Linked DNA regions of Mus musculus: region 2 is linked to region 1. A link is a contact called in public HiChIP or PLAC-seq data. All regions are on one chromosome and are shown on one strand. The core of a region is the stretch at or near the end of the contact, and the rest is flanking DNA. Distances in the headings are between cores, read along the strand shown. Region 1 has its middle 35 kb from the start of Gm40110. Region 2 has its middle 22 kb from the start of Gm46818.

What was found. HiChIP or PLAC-seq counts read pairs in DNA pulled down with a chosen protein or histone mark.
Region 2: a contact with region 1 is called in an HNF4G HiChIP or PLAC-seq map of pancreatic cancer cells. The contact joins two enhancer-like sites. A contact is called at or near these places in 3 of 115 datasets of contacts at active chromatin or transcription factors (embryonic stem cells, heart atrium and pancreatic cancer cells).

Annotation. Positions count from the first base shown.
Region 1 is chr3:102,335,269-102,341,054 of GRCm38.p6, forward strand. No RefSeq gene overlaps it. Among named protein-coding and RNA genes, the nearest start is that of Gm40110, 35 kb to the right of the region's middle. Within about 2 kb of position 2,868, at least 57 of the 459 cell types and tissues checked have an H3K27ac peak or open chromatin away from gene starts, as enhancers often do. A contact at or near this core is called in pancreatic cancer cells, where this site is marked.
Region 2 is chr3:102,525,243-102,531,164 of GRCm38.p6, forward strand. No RefSeq gene overlaps it. Among named protein-coding and RNA genes, the nearest start is that of Gm46818, 22 kb to the left of the region's middle. Within about 2 kb of position 4,144, at least 21 of the 459 cell types and tissues checked have an H3K27ac peak or open chromatin away from gene starts, as enhancers often do. A contact at or near this core is called in pancreatic cancer cells, where this site is marked.

The DNA.
Region 1 (5,786 bases), core at 1,618-4,117:
TCTCAAGCAGTCAGTAGACAGACCAGAAATGCACAATGGGTGTTTCCTCTGAGCAGATAAACACAGTGTAGGACAGGAGAGGCAGTGCCATATGGAGCCTGTAGGTGGCAGTAGATGCCCACAGCAGTCTGTGGGGGTTTCAGGACACCTGGGGTCACTCACCACTCTGGCTTGGACTGGACAGAAAGAGGGCCCATATCTTCAGAGTGGCTCAGTGTTCTGTATTCTTGGAAAAACGTATGTTGGGCCCCATCTTGGACCCTGGACATCTTTCCTAGATATTTTCTCATCACCTTAGGTAGAGGGATGAAAAGAAACCTAGGGAATTCACAACATATTAAGCACTAGCAGTTATATACCAACCAATGTCCATACATTCAAACCCAAGGAACCCATCTCTAAGTTAAAATGCAATTCCAGGGTCAAGTTCAAACTCACTTTGGGATGGACTTTCTGGGCACAGAGAGGCCCTGTTCTCAGCTGCAGGTCTTTCCACTAAACCTCTACTGAACCTTCTTAGACTGTTTCAAAACAGGTTCTCTTCCTGCTCATACACTGGTGATGGCCCTTTCTGGATCACCCACAGGAGCCGGGTTCTTAGAAGTTCCCAAATGATGCCATAGTTTGCACACATTGTTTCACTAACCATAGGAAGTGGGCTGTGTTTCTATCTATGTTGTAGTAATGGTAAACTGAGACCTAGAGAAGTTAAGCAACTTGTCTATGCTTCTCGGGCTAGCTTCTGCTTGTTGTGCAAAACTCAAACCCAACCAATTCAACCATGGAAACCTGTGCTTACCTACTCTGCCGTGATGCTTTCCTAGTGGGGGTAACTGAGCACCCATCCCCCCTCCAATAATCAGTATGAGCTTCTTAGGGCAAGAAGCAAAAGTCATAGCTTCTGAGCTGACAAATACAATGTATTTCTTGGCTGTGAGACATTGGGAAAGTCAATTTACTTCTCTGAAAAGGAGCATAGCCCTGATACTGGATGTGAAGGCTGGATGATACTGCAGATGTGAAGGCTTAGACTATTAGGAGTTAGAAACCCCTGCACCCCCCTGCTACCCCTTCTCTATACAAGCTCACTTCTGAAAGTGTGGATTTCTGAAGGGAGACTGAAGAGACTGGAGCCTCAGAATACAGCAGGAGGCCCCAGTGAAACCTTCTGTTCCACTGAGGTTCTCTCTGCACCCACCAACATCCCGAAGCTGAGCCCTTCTCTTTTATAACCAGCACACATAACACAGTTGTGTTTCTGCCCTACCCCAATTTGTTATCATGGATTAAAAGGCAGGATTGGACGTGATAAATCTAATCCAAGTGACTAAGTGAAGAGGGTGGAACCATACCAGGTTCCTGGATGCAGAAACCGAGCCATTAGTCAGCATTCCATAGATGATTATCAAGTAGGAGGTGCACTATAGACCTGGGTGAAGATGTGTATCTTCTTTGGACATTGTTAACTAAAGCCACAGGCATGAATGAAATTAGCCAGGGAGAAAGTAACCAGCAAGAAGGCCATACACCATGGGATGGGGACAGAATTGAGTTGCTATAACAATGACGTCATCGTGTCATACCGTGTGCCATATGCCATGTGCTCACATGACTACTCAGCACTGTAGGTGACTTGCAGTGTCCTGGAGAGTGGCTTCACAACCTATCTCTCGTTATAGCAACTTAATTCTGTCCCCATCCCATGGAACCTGTATGTGAGGGGGTTCAGTATAGAAACTGCTGACATGACCAGTCCATGATACGGGTAAAGTTTTTATTGTGGATATAAGAGAAAAAAAAACAAAAAACAAAAACAGAGGCATCTGGAAGATTCCAGAGCATAAAGAAAGAAGCAGACTGGATATGGCCAGGGATAGGAAACTATAAGAATGGAAGACAATAGAGAAGATGGGGAGATGAAAAGAGAGCGAGAGAATGGGGGGGGAGACAGAGGCAGACAGACAGACAGACAGACTGACTGACTGACTGACTGATAGAGAGGAAGGGAGGGAGGGAGGGAGAAAGAGCGAGAGAGAGAGAGAGAGAGAGAGAGAGAGAGGTGGGAAGAAGGGAGGGAGGGAGGGAGAGCAAGAGAATAGTAAGAAAAAGAGAATAAGTGTAGAGAAGAAAGGTTTCTAAGGAAGGTGCGCAGCTGCAGTCAGGGAGAGGCAAGGAGACCGGTGCAGTGGCTAGCTTTTATGTAACAGTAAATCCTCTCATAGTCCAGATAGAGCTGGGCCTATACTCAAGTTTGGACAAGTCGCTGTAGAGCATCCTAGTTTCTGTTACAAGTTGACTGTTGTGAGGCTTCCTGGTATGTGTGTGTGTGGTTTTGTGTGTGTATATGAGTTTGCGCGTGTGTGCACGCGTGCGCACACACACACACACACACACACACACACACACACACACAAAAGAATGGATTTCCTAAGCTATCCTCAGTGATAATGAGGATAATTTTCTTACTCCTGTAGTGCCTGACTGAACAGTGCAAAGAGGGCTGAATGGGCAGTGACTCCAGACAGCTGTGTCAGGAGGTGAATGGAAGTGTGGGTGTGAGTGCACGGGGGGGGGGGGGTGTCAGGGAGTGGCTGCTGTTGTTGTGTGTGCACTGGAGTGGGCTCCATGCACACAGGGCTCATGAACGTCCCCCCAGGATCCTCTCTGCCCCCTCACTCTGTAAGGCTTTTGATCACCAGCCACAGCTAGATTTCAACTGCAATAACCCTTGGCATGAGTAAGCTAGAGCCTCTCACCCAAATCTAAGCCACTTTCATTTCTGTTCTCTGATCTCATCTGTCTCGGGTGCCTGGTGTGTCATTAACACGTGCAGCATGAGCTGTCACGGCACTCACCTCCGTAAGTGTGAGAACTTGGAGAAACGTGAATGAGAGGTATAGAGTAATAAAGGCCCGTTCTGGGCCAAGTGCTGGGGCTAGGCCCTGAGTGTGTGCCAATGAGTCACCCCCTCCCTGCCCTGCATGCTTAACTGTCCAACTCGGGAGCAGGAGCTGCCGATGACGAATGGTGACTTGGAGGAGAAGGTAGAATTCCTCCAGGTGCAGCAGGAAAAGCAGGCCCCTGGAGGCCCCGGGAGAGCATGGGGTGGGCGGGCGTGATAAAAGGTGCTGAGTTTCTTGGTGGGTGGCAGGGAACTGACAGCCACCTGTCCACCTACAGTGCTGTTCACTTTGGCTAAGAAATCCATCACACCAGAATCACTTAGAGAAATGTTAGAAAATCAGACTCTAGAGAGGTTGAGACCACAGCCGAAGGCTTCCCTCAGCCTCCCTCAGACAGTGTCTGAAGTGAGGCAACAGAATTCACTGTAGGGCTGAGAAATGCCTGGACTATACAAAATGGGCTCACAGGCATCATGTTGTTCCCTAACTATGTTAGCAAGAGCCAGATGGGATGTGTGCTCACCCATAGGTGCTGGAGCTATGGCTTCGAGACTCCTGTCTCAGCAAGGATAGGCACAGCGAGAATTAGAAGAGGCCTTGTTCTCCATAAGCCTGTGAGGAGGAGGGCACCAGGTGAGCACTTGGCACTCTGTTGTCACCGTGGTAGCCAGAGCTAGCACGGGGCTATTTGAAAAGAACATTTCAGACAGGCAAGAGGCCCTGGTGGAAGTAAGAATACCTCAGTCCCACTTGGGAGGGAGAAGAAAGCAATCATGGGGGCAGAGGGAGGAAGAAACCCAGGTAGAAGAGAGGACAGGGAGGGGAAGAGGGGAACATGGTCAGGTATGGGGGGGGGGACAGAACTGAAGTCCTGAGGGCCAGCAGAAAGAATGGAAACAGGCGACCTTGGGAGGTAGGAGGTGGGGGGACCCTCTAGAATGTACCAGAGACCTGGGAGGTGAGAGACTCTCAGGACTCAAAGGGAGGGACCTGAGATGAAATACCCTACAGTGGGGAGAGGGAACTTGTGGAGCCCACCTCCAGTGGAAGGATAGGGTATCAAATGGAGGGATGGGGTTGCTATCCCACAGTCAGAACTCTGACCCAGAATTGTTCCTGTCTGAAAGAACTGCAGGGATGGAGATGGAGAAGAGTTTGAGGGAAAAGAGGTCCAGTGACCAGCCCAACTTGGAATCCAGCTCAAGGGGAGGCTCCAAGACCTAACACTATACTGGTGCTATGGTTTGCTTACAGACAGGAGCCTAGCATGACTGTCCCTTGAGAGGCCCAACAAGCAGCTGAAAGACTTAGATGCACCCAACCATGGACAGAAGCCAGTGACCCCTGTGGTTGAGTTAGGGAAAGGCTGGAAGAAACTGAGGAGGAGGGCGACCCCATAGGAAGACCAGCAATCTCAACTAACCTGGACCCCTGAGATCTGTCAGATACTGAACCACCCACCAGGCAGCATACACCAGCTGACATGAGGCTCCCAACACATCCACAGCAGAAGACTGTCTGATCTGGCCTCAGTGAGAGAAGATGCACCTAACCCTTGAGAGACTTGAGGCTCCAGGGAGTGGGAAGGTCTGGGTAAGGGTGGGGACATCCCCTTGGAAGGGGGTGGGGAGGTATGGGATGAGGAACAGTCAGAGGGCAGAGCAGGCGGGGGATAACAACTGGACTGTAAAAAAAAGATTAAAGAAAGAAAGAGAGAGAGAGAGAGAGAGAGAGAGAGGAAGGAAGGAAGGAAGGAAGGAAGGAAGAAGAAAGAAGGAAGGAAGGAAGGAAAGAAAGAAAGAAAGAAAGAAAGAAAGAAAGAAAGAAAGAAAGAAAGAAAGAAAGAAAGAAAGAAAGGCTCTAGTGGGTAAAGACGCTGCCAAGGCTTATGTCATGGGTTCGAGCCCTGGAAGCCACACTGGAAGGAGAGATTCGAGTTCTGAAAGTTGTCCTCTGACCTACACACACACACACACACACACACACACACACACACACACACACACACACCACAACCACCACTACCACCACCCACAGTAAATACATTTTTTTAAACGAAGAAAAGAACAGCCCTTTTGTTCCAGGAATGCCCACAGAGTAATGATTGGAATAAAACACAAACTATTCTTAGAGGCACTCCTCAGAAAGTTGACACGGAGTCTTCTGTATATGCTAGGAAAGATGGGACAGATGCCAGCCCTAGTGACAAAGCTTGGGGTTTGGGTCAGATACCTGGACAGTCAGGCCCTCTGATTAGTCACTTTGGTGGGGTAGAGAAAGGAAACTGACTAGAAAATTGTGTGCCCACGGTGACACTGCTGGCTCATGGAAAGACTCCCTTACCGCTTCTCAGTCATTTTGCAAACATGTGTGGGGTACCTGTTATGTCTTAGCACCACGTCTAGACACTGGCTACCACAGTGACAAAGCAGAAAAGTGTGTACAGCTGGGGGCCTTCTCACTCCATGGGGTCAAATTAGAGCATCAACAAACATCATTCACCATTTGCAGAATGCCTTCAGATTTCTACCCCCAAATCTAGTCAAACCAACAGCCTGTTTCCAATGAAAACCTATAGCACAATCCTAAAGTCTGCAGTTCACAGGGGGCAATGTACAACTGTACCCCTAAATGTTCCGGGCTTTCTCAACAGGGCTCTGAAACCACGAGGGCAAGCTGGAGCCATCTGGACACACTTAAAACAATGGAGGTGAGAGAGGTGGTCCAGGGGCAGCCTGGGAGGCCCTGGGGAATTGCCTGGGCAGCCCTGTAAACAAATGCGAGTGGCTGCTGAGATGGTTTGGCTGGAGAAACATTGAGGTTCAAAGCTTTGAAGAGAGTCTGCGGGGCAATCTAACAAATGACTTTGATTTAATTATGTAC
Region 2 (5,922 bases), core at 2,894-5,393, 190 kb after region 1:
TGGTCTTGCATAGGAGGCTCATAGTGGGGTCCCGAGGCTAAAGTTGGCCAGACTTAACTAACCACAGCAGCAGCCTGAGGAGACTCCTTCAACCCAGGCTGCTTCCTAGTGTCAGTGGTGGATTCCATCTTCTCTTCCATACCTGGAGCCAATCTTGCAGGCAGCAGGCAAGCGTGTGTTTCAGCAGTGTCTCAGGGCAGGTAAGGCAAAGCTTAGTTCTTGTCTTTACCCTCACAGCCACTAGTCCCACCCTGTCACCTCTCCCCTACATATTCCCTAGGTGAGCAATAAGTGAAATAATACTCTGAGTGACATTTCCTAAGTGCACAGCATGGGAGACATCTGATTGGCTTTCAGAGGGAGATGTTATGAGGATTGTGATGGGACCGTCAGAGCCCAAGCCTGGCTTCACTGCTAGCCAATCAAGATTGAATGGTGCTGAGAGGGTCCTTGTCTCTCTGAATGTCACTTCTCTTACATGGAAACTGTTGTCTTGCAAACCATGTAATCCAGCATCAATTACTATATATAAAACGGGTAAATACACAGCCACAAATGCATAATCTACATGTAAATAAAATATGTAAAGACAGATCATAAACAGAGACTGTATGTATAAGTATGGGAGTGTGCATGTGTGTGTAAATAGCTCTTGAGAGCTAAGAAGCAACCAGAAGTACACATTCTACCTCCCCATGCTTCTGTAAACTGACTTAAAAACACAGAGTAGCACACGGATCAGCCAAATCGTCATTTCAAATTACAAGCACCAGTCCTAAGAGGCAATGATGTGGAAGGGGTAAGTCTGGGAGAATTCCTCAAGGAAAATTTCTGGAACCGTGTTTGGAAAACAAAGTTGAGGGAAATAATCTCCTGGGTTAGGGCTTAGTTCCGAATGAAAAAGGAAGCAACACCCAACAGAGAGAAGGGAAAACTGTCTGTTCTCGTGCCTCCTTCTGAGTAACATCAAACAGCGGAACCATCTCCTCGTGGAAAAACACAAACTTCGGAAAAACTTCGGAAATAACCCGCAAGCCTGTGGCTGAACGCAACAATGGACATCCCTGTATGGTTTCCATAGAATCTTATCTGTGGCCAGAGCAAATACCAAAGAGATGGACAAGTTTCCTAGAGACTGGGCGTCCTATGGTGGTGTCAGCTGGCTCTCTGTCCTCAGAACGAGAAAGGAAAACAAAGGCTCTCAGAAGAGGTGCCACACACCTCCAGGATAGACTTGTGTTGGGGGTTTACTCTGCGCCTGGGCACATTTGGTGCCACAGCAGAGCGTGGTCTCCAGCCTGGCAGCCTCTCCCCTTTCTCTTCACCCTGCCCCCCCTACCACCACCACCATTCCTTTCACTTTGACATAATGAAAGTGCAGCTTGCACACTGCCTCGAGATTGCATATGAGAATTGGAAACATGTGTCCGAGCTGGCACCCCTTCAAAGGGCTTTGGAACTCTGACTTGGGCTGTCCTCTGATTGCAATAGCAATTCCCCGAGCTAGCTCTCCAGCTTCACATTCCTGCAGCTGCACCTTAGCATTAACTCTTGCCAGTTGGAGGCTGCTGTGTGTGGAGCCTGCTCCCAAAGCCTCGAGGTAGCTGCCCACCCTGTCTGTACAAAGTTCAGCTCTGAATTTGGCATCTGGGCACTGACTTTTCAGACGGACATTATGGGAGCTAGCAGGTTCATTAGCCTTTCTTTGCAGAAACTGTACACTAGCGGTTCAATTGTCACGAGTGCTTTTGGGGCACTGGCCGAATTCTCAAGGGATACGGTGCTGGATCTGCTCTGACCCAGAAGGGTGTCTTGCTTTGCTTTGCCCTGTGCTGGAGATTCCCGAGGGAGATGCAGAATCAGAGATGATTGTCTAGCACAATAAACTCAAAATATATGACTAGCGGGGTCCTGGAGGACCCTATCCAGTTCAACAAAGAATGAATACCTGTCGGTGAGCTATGAGGTGCCATGACAGGTCTGGGGTAGAGAGAAGAGAAAGATGGGTCCCAGTCTCATAGAAAGCTGACTGGAGGATTCAAGACCTTTTTACAGTCAGGATATACTTACAGACCACATAGCCACAGGCCCACGGCACATGAAGACAGCCTCAGGCATCCCTGGTGTTCTGGTGTTGGCAGTAATCGACCCAGCCTCCCCCCCCCTCCCCCATGTCTTTCCTTGCTTGCTACTCACTTGCTCTCATTCTCAACATTATTGTGGACTAATTCCTCTAGCAAGCCTGACTAGGCCCTTGACCTTGCCTCTGGCTCTCTGAGATATACTATTCCAGATTTTATGCTCACCAGAAGCACCCAGAGGTCTAATATGGTAATTGGGGGCTGGGAGCTGAGCTTCTACATTCCAAACACCCCCAGGGATGCCAGTGCTGTTGCTCTATGGTCCATACTCTGAACAGCCAGGACTGGGACCATGCCTGGTCTCTCAGTGTGCTGGTCCTCAGCTCTCAGCTAAGAACTTTGATGAGGCTCATTTTCCTTGATTCTTAGAGTCTAAGTTAGAGTTAAGTAGCAGTCCTGGGGAATCTAATCTTAAATCTCCTGGCCCTGGTCCTCAGAGGTCAGCTCTTGTCCTGGAAATGGAGAAGTCGGAAGGGAGCCCATCTGACCAATTGCATACCAGGAAGAATATGGTAGTGAGAGTGATAAACAAGTTCCCCCAAAGTGGGAACTCCAACAAGGAGAACTGGAGATAGAGCAGGTTGTAGGGAACAGTATGGGACAGGTGAAAGAGAAACAGAACCGACCACATAGCACTAAGAATGATCCTACTTGGAGGGAAAAAAAAGACTTGGTCACAAAGAGATCATCACCATGGAGACAAAGAGCAGGCTCTCCATCTTTACATAATTCTGAACAGGTTTCTCTCTTCAGTTCATCTTCTTGATAACGGGGGATGAAAAGTCACCCTTTGAAGATGACTTTTGGACCATCCTACAGCTTCCCGGAGGGATTATTCGTACTCAACCCACAACAGTTTACAAAATTCCTGCTACAGACATCACTGATGGCTGTAGAAATGAAAAATGCCACAGTTCTATGTCTAAAACAAGTAGTTTCCAAGGCTCTGAAAAAGCCTGTCCTCTGCAGCCTCAAGCTGAAGAATTCCATAGCCAAACCATATCTAGAGTCACTTGAAACACACAGAAGTGGTGTGCCAGACCTCCTGATGGCCATATGTGGTGTTTCCACTTCAGGCTCTTGCCCTCAAAGGACAACATACAGTTTATTTACAGTCAGTCATATTTGAAGAATGCCATTTAAAAATAACCCTCGGTATTCCTTCTCTCTCTAGTTGGCTCCTTTCTGGTTTCATAATAGTCCCTGCTATAATCACAATCTTTCTTTGATCCATTACATAAAAAATATCACTATTTTGGGTAAAAAGATCATGGACACAATAAAAATGAGGCTTATGACTGCCCTAGGAAGAGATTTGCTGGGGAAAAAAATATTGCAAAGAATTCAAACCACCCAAAGTTTATCAGGCCAGATGGGGTGCGTTCTCTGTGTAAATAGTTTCTCTGAGCATTAGAATCAAAGCAAACCCTGCCTGTGTGTGCCAGGAGTCAGATACTGACGTCACTCTGAGAGTCTCCATAGTTTACATTCAGGTAAATGATTCCATGGACTATAAGCCTCAGGTAGTGAATATACATTTCTGTGAAAATACGTTATTTTAGAGATTGGAGTTTTTTTTTTCTTTTTTCTTTCTTTTTTTTTTTCTGCTGTTGTTTGAATTTTTACAAAGTGAGTCTATGCAGAGCAAGAGCCAGAAGACAAAAATGTGGGTAAAAGTCCCTCCCAGTCAGTGTTGATCATTTAGCCCAGAAGCCATGAAGTCAGCATATGAAAACCTCCAGCTAGGAGGGCTAGGCACTTGCCGCGAATCTTCTTCTTCTGGGCTTCCCTTCACGTGGGTCATTTTCCTAACTTGGCTCCTTGTGTTCCAGGAAGCCTTTCCCTCTATCTTCTGCTAGCCAAGACCGAGCCAAACAATGGCAGGCATGGCATTCATGGCAGAAAAGAGTCAAATAAGAACAGAAGGTGGTGTGCAAGAGGGCCCAACAGACATCAAAGGGCTGGGATGACTCCTGAAAACAGAAAGCAAAACTCCATTCAGGAGAGATTTAGTCTACATCCACTTTAATCGTGGCTTTATTGGGTTGTGGTTTATATTGGGTGAGTCACAAAAGTGTTTTTTTTTTTTCTTTTTCTTTTTCTTTTTCTTTTTCTTTTTCTTTTTCTTTTTCTTTTTCTTTTTCTTTTTCTTTTTTTTTTTTTAAGTGGAAGAAGCTTTTCAGTTATTTTATCCATTGTGTGAAGCTTAGTCCTACTTAACAGTAACCGAGACGTGATTAAAATGGAATAACTGGCCCCTGATGAAATGAGAGAGTTAAAAACAACAACAAAAATACGACCTGCCATGTATAAGAACCATGAGATGAAGCTGAGCACTGCTTTCTTTTCTCAAAGACACTGTGGACAGTTCACTCTGCACCAGGACAAGTGCTGCCAGGTTCTGGGGATACACTGAATTCCACCGTCTTCAACACACCCAAGAAGCCACATGCTGGCTTCTACTCCACCTCATTTACTGGAAAATCACCTTCTCCTCCTCCAGCACACTGCGCATGCTGCCTTTTTGGATGGATGTGTATTTTAGTGATGGAGAGACCAGTGAGGCAGAGAGATCACAGCCATAGAGTGGAGAAGCAGAAGTCCAGAAGACCAGCCAGCCTCTACCACTTCGTTGTCTAAGGTTTGTTTCTTCATGTGTCTTATGGGAGCATCCTCTGAGGGATGGTTTAAGTGTCAGTTCTGTAAAGCATTTGTCCTAGTGCTATTTTTCAACATTAACTCTCACTTATATGGACAGAGAAGAGACTCTACAGTTTCATTCTGTTGCAGTTAAGAAAAAGAAATCTCCAAAATTTTGCCCCAGGGAGGAGAGGCAAAGGGGATAAAAGAATCTGAAGTCCTAGTAAAGGGACCGTTTCTGGTCCACTGTTGAATGGTGAATATCAAGTGAGTTTCTGCTCATTTTGAACTAAAGATCCTCCCTAACCTCCCCACCATTCATTCAGTTGCTGCCGCAAGAGTACTCTCTGGGCAATGCACAGGGCGACTCACACTCTTGTCCATATAACACGTCTTTGAAAATAGCTATGTGTCTCCCATCGAAGTCTTTATTTCCCAGACTAAACATCACTAGGTCCACCAGTTTCCTGTACAATGACTTCCAACTCCATTGCTCTCCTAGGGTTCCAACCCTCTCTGGACACACTCTAATTTATCCCCTTACAATGTGGTAAATGTGGTGCCCAGGAGGAAACACAATACTCTAGCTGCAGACTGACCAACCCTAAGTATAACTGGACTACTAACTCTTTTGAAGCACATAGCATACATATTTCTGTCAATACAGACTGATATTACACAGGCTTTCTCCATTGCCACATCACACTAGATTTCTACTTTGAGTTCACGGTACATTATCATGCCCTTGATTTTGTTTTTGGCTCTTATGATTATAACAGGACTCTTCCATCTTGCATTTTTTCCATGCTTTCTTGGCCTACAAAGTCATCTGGCTTACTAAATGGTAAGATATAAGGTCTATGCGGCCAGGAATTCTATCTGACTCAGTGTAATATTCCAGGGCCTAGCACAGTGCCTCATCTGCTGACCCAACATGTCAGCTGTATTCTCAGCTGGGTGCCTCCCCCACTGTGATGCAAGCTTTAAGAATGAAGACACCATTCCTCTGTTGAGGGGCATCTGGGTTCTTTCCAGCTTCTGGCTATTATAAATAAGGCTGCTATGAACATAGTGGAGCATGTGTCCTTCTTACCAGTTGGGGCATCTTCTGGATATATGCCCAGGAGAGGTATTGCTGGAT